Linked DNA regions of Mus musculus: all the other regions are linked to region 3. Evidence: chromatin contacts called from public promoter capture Hi-C data. All regions are on one chromosome and are shown on one strand. Each heading gives the region's core, a stretch centred on a gene start, on an enhancer-like site or on the middle of the called end of the contact. The rest is flanking DNA. Distances are from core to core; before and after follow the strand shown. Region 1 holds the start of Ivl (involucrin). Region 2 holds the start of Kprp (keratinocyte expressed, proline-rich). Region 3 holds the start of S100a11 (S100 calcium binding protein A11).

Region 1 (3,720 bases), core at 111-2,610, 950 kb after region 3:
GCCAGGGCCTTTTGAGTATAGCAGTGAATCTGAATTTTATCATATGTGTCTTAGGCTACTATGAGCATTTTGAAGGTTGGTAGATGCTTAAATTCCTACTCTATAATGTTTTCTAATCTATTTTTAAGAAGCATGTTTCTAATGGTGGCTTTAATACCAGCATTCAGGGGGCAGAGGTAGGTGAATCTTTGAATCCAAGGCCATCCTGTTTACAGAGCTACTTTCAGGACAGCCAGGGGTACACAAAGAGACTATGTATAGAAACCATGCCCCCGAAAGAAAGAAAGAAAGAAAGAAAGAAAGAAAGAAAGAAAGAAAGAAAGAAAGAAAGAGAGAGATAGGGGAGAGAGGGAGGGAGGGAGGGGGAGAGAGAGGGAGGGAGGGAGAGAGAGAGAAGAGAAGAAGAAGAAGGAGAAGGAGAAAAGGAGAAAAGGAGAAGGAGGAGAAGGAGAAGGAGAGAAGGAGGAGGAGGAGGAGGAGGAGAAGGAGAAGGAGGAGAGGGAGAAGGAGGAGAAGAAAGGAAGGGAGGAAGGAAGGAAGGAAGGAAAACAATGTTCTGAGGTGACAATGGACAATTTGGTTCTGAGCTTGTATAGTGTACATTTCCAAAAATAATTATAGAAAGTATTGGTTATCATCATGAAATGCAATGCATTCACCATATCCTATTCCTACTCCTTCCTGTTTCCTTTGCCTGAAGTGAACCAGGAGCCTTTATAAGCATGGTATCCTTAGAAACTTCGATAAATACACTATGGGTATGATGTGGGGGCTGGGCAGTTCCTGGTATACAGCTGGAGGAATCTAAGACTAATGCTTCCATCTTCTTGATCTTTCACAAGACACAACATATGCCCTTATAAAATCAAGTTATGTTAATTCTGAGTACAGATGGGCTAATAGCAAACTAGCATGCCTACCATATGTCCCTTCAGATGTGACTCCTTATTGTACCATAGATCTTGGCCTGGCTATCCCCAAAGCACAAAGCTTCTCACTCTATGCCCTTGGAAATGAATACACTAACTTATAAATCAGGCCAAACCCAAACCCATTGAGATTGAAAGGTAAGTTTTGTTGAAGTTACAAAGTAGGATACCTTTCTCACTCCCTTCTCTTCTCCTGTGCTCAGGTCAGATGATCTCAGTTAGGAGGGGTTGAGCCTTCACACTCCCACATGTTCCAACAGCAGCTAGAAAAGGGAGCCCTGGGGGTGTGGGGGTTTGCTGTCTAAGTTATCAGATGACTCAGAAAGGAAGGAAGTTGACCAACTGGAGTGGTGAAACCAGTCTACCACCCCCAACCTGAGAAGGACTGTAGGCTAGAACAATATAAAGGGCCCTAGTTGCTGCTCAGCTCAGGACTCTGCTGGAAGCCTCTGCCTTCTCCCTCCTGTGAGTTTGGTGAGTGTTAGCTACTGGGTTCTTAGTTAGGGCTGTAGGCTCCCAACGGGCCAGAACATGACCATAAGTGTCTACTTAGAGTTGGAGTAGATACTGCTCTGGGGCTAGATTCAGCTGGATTACTTAACCTTCAAGGAAGCAGGTAGGTGTGCAGAGGGAAACTTTCTGTATAGAGAAAGCCATGAAAAACAGGAGTGAAGAAATTGCATTAGAAGTACTCTAAGTACTGAGAATAACAAGCTACAATTCTCAGTAACTCTCCAGTTGCCCCTCACTCTTCAACTTTGGCCCTGGGACTACAGTTCACATTCAGAAGAGCAAAGAAGAAAGGAGCTCTCAGGTTGAGTAGGGCAACCTGGTAATTTTTTGGAGAAAACAAAACAAAACCTTAAACCCAGAAGGACTATGTGAGCTGCCCAGAAATCCATAGTGTTTTGATGGGAGCTGTGCCTGCAATGTGCTATATGACTCCAGTCTGAGGTTCCTGCAATCCCAGCTCCCCTTCATCACAGACTCTAAGCTTTCCAGAGCTCTGGAGTCCTCTGTGAGACCTTTAATTTTCTAAGGTTTCCCTTCATATTGTGACATATCACAGAAACTGTCTTTCCAGAACCCAGGGAAAGACCAGAAAAAAAGAAGGTTAATTAACAGCTAGCCTATTCTTGCAGAACCTCTTTGTAAAATGACTCCTCCAGTGAACAAGAGGGCTCAGTGGATAGCATTTCTTTGCACTCACCATTTCCACCCTAACTCTTTTCTACTTCTGTGATTTACAGCCTAAGGAAGTGGGAGAATGCCCTATTCAGTAGTAAGGATGTCAAGAACGCAGAACATAATGTATATTCTGTATGTTCAGCAGTTCCTTTATTTCCCTTATCTTCAGTCCACCCTCTGACCCTTCTGTTTTTTCAGTTTGGTCTACAGAAGCTTCCAAGATGTCCCATCAACACACACTGCCAGTGACTGTTCCAGCTGTGGTTCAGGGACCTCTCAAGACTGTGTGTTCTCCAGATCATATCCAGCAGGAACAAGCAAAGCAACCAACTCCACATCCTACACAATGCCAGGTCTTCACTGAGATTCAAGAGAAGGGCTTTCCCAAACATGAGGAGAAGCGGCCAAACCCTGTGAAGGATCTGCCTGATCAAAAGTGTGAGCACCAGCAGCAGCCAGGACCACAAAAGCAGCAGCTGCAGGTGAAAAAGTCACAGCAGGAGCTGCAGGAACAGGAACTGCATCTGGAGAAGCAGCAGCTACCACAAGAGCCCCAGGGGCTCCTGTGCCTGGAACAACAACAGCAGCAAGAGCCACAAATGCAAGAACAGCACCTCAGACAGCAGCAGCAGCAGCAGCAGCAGCAGCAGCAGCAGCAGCAGCAGCAGCAGCAGCAAGAGACACAGGAGCAGGGTCTGTGCCTGGGGCAGCAGAAGCAGCAGCAGCAGCAGCAAGACATGCTAGTACCACAGGAGCTACATCTGAGACAGCACCAGGAGAAGCTGCAGGATCCAGAACTGCATCTGGGTCAGCAGCAGAAAACTCCAGAGGAGCAGAAACTGATTCCAGGAGAAAAGCAGCAGGAGCTGCACCTGGGACAGAGGCACCAGGAGCCACAGGAGCAGGAGCTACACCTGGGACAGAAACAGAAGCAGAAGCTACATGAACCAGAACTGCAACTGGGAAAACAGCAGCACCAGAAGCCATCTGAGCCAGAACTGCCTCTGGGAAAGCAGCAGCAGGAGTCACCTGAACCAGAACTGCCTCTGGGAAAGCAGCAGCAGCAGGAGTCACCTGAGCCAGAACTGCAACTGGGAAAGCAGCAGCAGTCACATGAGCCGGATATGGCAGGGGATCAGAAAGAGAAGCAGAAACTTCATAAGCCAGAACTGTACCTGAGAAAGCAGCAGTACCAGGAGTCACCTGACCCAGAGTTGTCCCTGGGAAAACAGCAGCACCAGGAGTGTCAGGAACCAGAACTGCAATTGGAAGAGAAGCAGCATCAGAAGCCACCTGAACCAGAACTGCACCTGGGAAAGCAGCAGGAGTCACATGAGCCAGATATGGCAGAGGATCTGGAAGAGAAGCAGAAACTTGGTGAGCCAGAATTACACCTAGGAAAGCAGCAGCAGCAACAGATAGAGCGTGAAGGTTATCAAGGACCAAAAAGCCTGGGTCAGTCACTTAAGCAAGAGAAAGCTTCAAGGAAACAGCAGCTAGATTACTCACATCTAGAACAGGAGAAGGAGCTCTCAGACCAGCCACTGGATCAAGCACTAGTAAAGAAGGGTAAACAACTGGAAAGGAAGAAACACGAATTGGA
Region 2 (3,314 bases), core at 205-2,704, 690 kb after region 3:
TGAACTCTTATTCTCAGGATTACAGAGTAAATGCTATTAACCACCGAACAATTCTTCAGCACAATGTTTCCTTTTTAACCATAAAAAGAATATTGGAAAAATAATATAAGGAGTCTTACATTTTAGATTGCACTGTATATATAGAATGAAGAATGAAGGGCTGCACGTGGTAGCACATACCTTTAATCCCCACTCTTAGGAGGCAGAGGCAGGCACATCTCTAATTTCAAGGCCAGCCTGGTCTACAGAAAGAGTTCTAGGACATCTAGGGCTACACAAAGAAACCCTGTCTCAAAAAAAATAAAAGAAAGGAAAAGAAAAAAGAAAAGAAAAAAAGAAAAGAAAAAGAAAGAAAAGAAAAGAAAAGAAAAGAAAAGAAAAGAAAAGAAAAAACAAAAGCCAAAGCAACAACAACAAAAGAATGATGAATCTTTGTAGAATGTAAAACCATATATGCTATTATTGGAGGGTAACTATTGTCAGTCTGATAAAAGGTAGACACCCCCTAAACAGACTTAATTTATAAAGGAAAACATGGAGATCTACAACATTAGATAAAATCTATTTACTTTAAAAAATTATTAGTTTTAACAAAGTGCAGTAAAATGTAAAGAACACCCAGCTTGTGTTTATATGTCTCATGGGGTCACCTTGCTAGCTCTATTCTGAACTGTGCTGTCTTCTAAGACATGGAGTGCCTTAAGATGCTTTGGAGGACTGCTGTATAGCATCAGGCAAGCACTTGCTGTTCATCCTCTGTCTCCTCTGCTTTAGACTGGGTCATAGCAGATGCACATTGATCCAGTTGCATTTTTGTTTATGGCATGCTTACCAACATTGAGAAAATGTTGGCTATTTTGAACATCATTCTTGGTAAGAAAGATTTGTAAGAAAGAATTGTAGTTGCCAAGATAATTTTAAAAAGATTCATCCATTTTGGAGAAGAGCAAATTAACTTCTAGTTTAGCTATAAAGGTCTCCAAGCTGTAAGTCATCAGCACGAGACACTACATGCAGCTCTGACTTCACATTTTCCTCATTCTGAAGTTGACTTGATTTTAGACTTTAGGCTTGATTGCTTTACGTCAAGGAATGCTTCCTTCATTACTTCTATCTTGTGAGAATCTGAGGCAAGGAGAAGATAGAACATGGAGTAATTTTCTAGGAAAGATGATACCTCAGTGCCTCTTCACCACCTTCACCATTGAGTCCTGCTGGGATGGAAAGGAACCTGATAGGATGAAAAATGAGAAAAAATAATCTGCTTCTCTATAGCCTGGAAACTCTGGCACCAGGGACAGACACTCCCAACTCTGTAGGTGACTAGATGGACAGCACACAGGGAGGAAATTACGTGGTGGAATGTTACCTTGGGCAGATGCCAACCAGTTGTCTCATAGTGTGAGCCAGACCCACAACTCTTTATATAAACACAGCCTTCTGTCCAGATGCCTTAGCCTGAATGACTTTGTGCCTGCTGAGGAGGGTGAGTCTGGAAGCTGGGTCCTGGGATCATGGGTGATGGATATTCAAGGGGTCCCCAGACTGTAAAGACTGAGGAATGATTAAGGCAGAAGCTAGGGCAGAGGGACATCAGTCTGAGGTGGAACACTGACCAAGGATTATAAAATGTGTAGAATTTATGGGAAGAGATGGGGCTTTAAAGTTGGTGTATTTATCTTTGGCATTCCTGGTCTTTTCTCCAGGTATCATTTCTTTCTGTTAGGAACTTGTTGTCCCTGGAGAAGATACAATATTTATTTATTTTGAGTGGTTAGAGGCACAGAAGGATGGGTACAGTAGTTATTTATGTTCTGTGCATAGAGGCACAGGAGGATGGATCACCCTCTTTAGTGAACACAGACGCTTGCTACAAATGGGAAATGTCTAGCTCTGTTTTCCAGGGGGAGAATTTTGGGTATTTTGGAAGCTTGTGAGAGGTGCTTTGTTGTTATGATTCAATTGTCAATTTAACCTTGTGCTTTGACAGTCATTAGTCTACCTGAACAGACAGGTGGCTCTGGGAAAAGCAGATGGGAGTTACTGTATTTTCTTGCTAGCTAAGGGTAGTATAGGAGCATATACCTGAATGCCTTAGGGTATATTGTGATGAACACACAATGTAAATCCATAAGGGTTTCTGACTTGTCTTACTTGACTGTAAACTCTTGAATGTGATGAGGAATATGATAGTCTCTGGCTTATCTCAGTTTAATTAACTCCATTCTGCATCTCAGAGAGTCTTAGGAGAAAACATTTCTGAAGCCGTTGATTGTCATCCTCCAGGTCATTAATAACAGCAACCTTCCTGGACAAGTGGCCATTAATCTTAAGGCTGGTGTGTTTTGCATACAAAGTATATATATTTTCATATTTCTGTGAGGATCTATTTAAAATTTACTTTAAAAGACTGAATGCAAAGCAGCAGATATTGAACACTGGGTCTGACAGGTCCAGCATTTGCCTGGATCTGTTGCTAATTCAGTGGACTCTGGTGTAATGTGAACATAGATAATGCCAGTGCTCCCCCAGCCCTGCCTCGAGCTCATTTGCACATGTGGCTTGTGTATATGTTCCTGTGTGCATGGAAGTCTCAGTTTGGGCTATGCACAAACAGAAACAAGCTGTTACTTGTTTTTCCTGTAGGGCTGTTTTCTGCTACTTGACTTTGAATCTGCTTGTCATCACTGCTCTCTGGTGGCAGACATTGGTATGCCTAACTTTATACCCAGCTATGCAGAACTGAATTTTGGCACAACCAGGGCAGGTCTCATGAGCAATAGTGACTAGTATGGGCTCAGCTAAGTCAGTAAAGATTCTTGGTTGAAAGCATATAAAGAAAAACCAGAGAATATGCCAGGTTTCTTGTTCTAGATCCCAGCTCCTGACTACCATCTCTTAGCCTCCTGACCCTGGTTTCTCTACCCTCAGGTCTTGCTTACTCACCTGCACCAGGACCATGTGTGACCAGCAACCGATTCAGTGTTGTGTGCCGATACCCCAGTGCTGTGTCAAGGGTTCCTCCTTTGGCCCCTCACAGTTTTCTTACGCCAACAACCAGGTGCTGGTGGAAGCTCCATGTGAGATGAAAGTTCTGGAATGTGCTGCACCATGCCCAGTTCAAGTTTCTCAGACTGCATGCCAGTCCAGTACCACTGAAGTGAAGGGCCAGGCTCCATGTAAGACCACCAAAGGCAAATGCCAGGCCCCGTGCCAGTCAAAGACTACCCAGGTGAAATACCAGCCTAAGACCACTGAGATAAAGTGCCAGGCTCCCTGCCAGACTCAGGTTTCCTGTGTTCAATGCCAGGCTC
Region 3 (3,614 bases), core at 680-3,179:
TGTAGACCAGGCTGGCCTCGAACTCAGAAATCCGCCTGCCTCTGCCTCCTGAGTGCTGGGATTAAAGGCGTGCGCCACCATGCCCCGTTCCTAACACCTATCTTAAGCAGCTTATTATCAAAATTGCACTGCTGTGGCTCACTGCACCTAGGAATGCCCAGAGTACCTGAACCTTCTTCTGGAGATAAGTTCTTTCTAAAGAGTCTGAAGGAGAGAAAACTATTGGTAAGTTAGGGGGGGGGGGGGGGGGAAACACCAAACACCACAGCCTAGAAACAAGTGTTTACACAACATGCTCTTCCTATCAGAACTAAAATCTAGCTGCCTTATTAGTGTGTCACATGATAGCAGGAGAGTTGGCACGGAGGACTCGCTAGACTGGGGAGGAGGTTCCAGGCCTATAGATGCTCCTTTCTTCTTTCCCTTAGAACAGAGGGCTCAGATGGGAAGGTTTTGCCCATGTGGAGCAGCGGCTGAAAGAGAGGGCACGGCCCACACCATCGCCCTTTTGCATGATGGGAACAGTGACAGCAAGGAAAACCCCACTGTGAAAGGACGCAGTGAGATCCTTTTAAAACGCAACCTAAACACCCAACGTTCCAGGGAAGCTTCCCCTTGACAGAAATATGTGAAAAAGAGGGAACCACACCAACTATCTCTTTCTCAACCAGCACCAAAGCTCTTCCTTCAAGTGTTCAGGGTCTCATCTATCTCCTTTCACCTCATAACCTGTTGGTGCTGGGCCCTAGGTACCCTGTGTGATGAAAAGGGGAAGAAGGAAACAATAAGTAGGAAGTGATGAAAGACTGACACACCAAAGCAGGGGTCCGCAAGCTTTCTGTTGCTGTTATTTGCAATAAAGGGACAGCTGTGGATATTTTTTAGCTCTTTATGCTCCATAAGATCTTATCACTCTTGCCATAGTCAGGCAGCAAGGGTGAGGATACATAAAGCAAAAGGGTGTGGCGGTGCCTGTAAACTCTATACATTTGATTTTCATGCCATTCTCATGCATTACAAGGGATTCTTTTCCTTTTGAATGTCTTCCAACCATTTAAAAACATAAAAATCTATAATTAGTTTGGGACTAGGGCAAAAACGCACTTGGGCCTCTCTCCAACATTTGCTGATCCTCTTTGAAGAGTCAAAGGAAGGGGTAGATTTTGGAGGGGATGTGAATTACTGGAAACATTTTTTAAAGAAACGAGGGGAACTGAAGTAGCAGGTAGGAGACAGGCAGGTGATGTAGGGAGTGGCTAAAAAGATGGCTGGGAGTGGAGTAAGGGGGAGAGGAAAAGAGCGAGCTGGGAGGGACTGGCCTCCTCCCACATTCCTGTCTGTGGTTCCAATGGCTGCAACAGGCTCCGGTTTCTCATCTGTATGTCTTGGCTGTTTGCCTGCGGTTTCCCCGCAGCTGAGTCCCCCAGAATTCAGGAAGGCTACGTTCTGAACCGCTTTCTTTCTAGTCTTCATGAACGCCTAGCGACGCTGCCCCAAGTTCTCACTGAGTCTGCAGCTCTCTGGCGGCCGCCACTGGTTGGGTTCAGGGGCTCACGGCCCCAGGGAGTCTAGCGGCCGCACCCAGCCCGGGCTCAGGCCAGTTAGGCAGCCGCACCCAGCCTAGAACTTATTTTGCCCGGGAGAACAAAAGACCGCCGTTTCTCCCCACAGGCTGTTATTAGGGTGTAATTTTAGGGCTTCCTCGTGCCCTCCACTCTTCTCTAATTGCCTCCCACAGTTTCATCTTCCCGATCCATTTTCTGCCACGTCCACACGTTAGTCCAAGATACACCCAGCCAAGAGCATGCGTAGCTCTTTGTTGTTTTCATTAAAAAGAAAAAAATCTAAAAAGTTCAAAAACTTATGCTTACCAAGTTGAGGAGCGAGGTCCGGCTGCGACTGTGGCTGACGGTGGCTGGGACAGGAGTGGCGGTCGGGGTCCGGGTCCCGCCCCTCAGCCTGACTCAGGCTGTGCCCGCCCCGGCCCCCGCCCCTCCGCAGGCCTCGGCCTGTCCCCATGTCGGTGCTCTAGACTCAGCTCACTGGTTGTAGTCCCTGTGACTCAACAGGTCTCTGTTCCTCTCTCCCTGGAATCTCAAAGATTTTTGGCTTTAGGGGAAGTCATGCCCCTAGCTCTTTTTCTATGCACGTGTCCATTTGCAGTTCAGGTCAGATAAGCAGAAAGAATGTGAGTCGTGCTCATCAAGTAGGTCCCTAGGAGCTGGGGCTGTCCTGCTACACTGAAGAAATTTAATAAACAGTTGTGATTTTTTAAATTTTTCTGACACGTGGTATTCCTGAGTAGCTAAAGCTGACTTTGATTCTCTATGTAGCACAGGCTAGCCTCAAACTTAGGACCCTCCTACCCCCGCATCCCAAGTGCTGGATTATAGGTGTGCACCATCTGGCCTACCTAAGGGCAGTGATTATTGCCAACAGAATATTGGTGATTATTGTCTAGAGATAATTTTCACCCTGCTTTCAAGTTTTAAAATGACAGTTAAGAAAACTCTTGCAGCTAAACATCTCCCTGTGCAAGTGCGGCATTTTCCTGTCTGTGTTTCAATAAAGTTGGGAATTGTATGACAAACTTCCAGCTTCTAATCCTTGGTCCACAACATCACTGCAGCACTTTTGGCAAGTACTGGCCCCTCTGAGCTTCCATTTTCCCATCTATAAACAAGCCATGCTGCCTTCACCACTTAGTAAAGGCACGTAGAATGTCTATCACATAGAGTGATGCCCTTAAGGAGACACCCCCCGCCCCAAAAAAAAGAACAACTTGCAGAGTAGATGTGAATAGGGCATTGTGTGAATGCTTCCTGGTTTCTGCTCCCCCAATTTCACCAGTCACAGTTCCTGTCTCTTGTTTAGGAACCCTTGAAGTCAGACATGGTGGCCCTTGCCTATAATCTCAGCATGTGCAAGGCTGAAGAGGGAAGACTACTGCAAGTTCAAGGCCAGCCTGTGGCCTACCTAGTGAATTCCAGAACGGCTTGGGTTACAGAGTAGGATTTTGTCTCATAAGAAAATTAGAATCCAAACCAAAACAAACACTCTTGTGTTTCCAACAATAATTCAAAAAATAATTAGATCCACCCTCTTTCCATTTCTGCCGATGATGTGACCATTTTCCCATTTTCCTTATTTGAAAACATTAGCACCATGTTTTTAAAAAAATTACTTTCTTACACGATTTTCTAAAATCATGGCCCTTGGAATTTCAGCTTACTGTGTGCTTGGACCCACCTGTCCTTCTTCCACACCTGCACTGATAGAGTTTACATCCCCACTCCCTTTTTCCATTGATTTTGCAACTGGGCCCTTGCCCTCCAATAAAAACATATTTAATCAATAAAAACACATTTTCCCAATGTGCAATTTTGATTGATTAACTGCTTACTTTAGAACAAAACACACAATAAAAGAAACAAAGTAACTTACTAATACTTTTATACCAAACCAAACTGCTGGGGACAGAAAGATGGCTCAGAGGGTAAGGGTGCATCCTCCAAGCCTGTTAACCTGGATTTGATCCCTGGAACCCAAATAGTAAAAAAAGAGAACCAATTTCTACATGCTGACCTTAAACCTCCACATGTGTGTTATGGTGA

What was found. Promoter capture Hi-C pulls out the DNA fragments that hold promoters and counts their contacts.
Region 1: a promoter capture Hi-C map of the 3T3-L1 cell line shows a contact between it and region 3, with 2.9 times the contacts expected there. The contact joins the promoter of Ivl here to the promoter of S100a11 in region 3. A contact is called at or near these places in 4 of 39 promoter capture datasets (the 3T3-L1 cell line, hippocampal neurons and liver) and 1 of 115 datasets of contacts at active chromatin or transcription factors (pancreatic cancer cells).
Region 2: a contact with region 3 is called in a promoter capture Hi-C map of the 3T3-L1 cell line, with 2.5 times the contacts expected there. The contact joins the promoter of Kprp here to the promoter of S100a11 in region 3. A contact is called at or near these places in 2 of 39 promoter capture datasets (the 3T3-L1 cell line and hippocampal neurons).

The regions. Positions count from the first base shown.
Region 1 is chr3:92,571,375-92,575,094 of GRCm38.p6, reverse strand. Ivl (involucrin) reads left to right here and starts at 1,360. Exons shown (of 2, transcript NM_008412.3): 1 at 1,360-1,403; 2 at 2,316-3,720. The coding sequence starts at 2,339. Gm35639 (a long non-coding RNA gene) reads right to left here and starts at 1,274. Exons shown (of 8, transcript XR_867457.3): 1 at 1,100-1,274.
Region 2 is chr3:92,825,387-92,828,700 of GRCm38.p6, reverse strand. Kprp (keratinocyte expressed, proline-rich) reads left to right here and starts at 1,454. Exons shown (of 2, transcript NM_028629.1): 1 at 1,454-1,486; 2 at 2,932-3,314. The coding sequence starts at 2,960.
Region 3 is chr3:93,518,811-93,522,424 of GRCm38.p6, reverse strand. It overlaps S100a11 (S100 calcium binding protein A11), which reads right to left and starts at 1,929. Exons shown (of 3, transcript NM_016740.3): 1 at 1,872-1,929.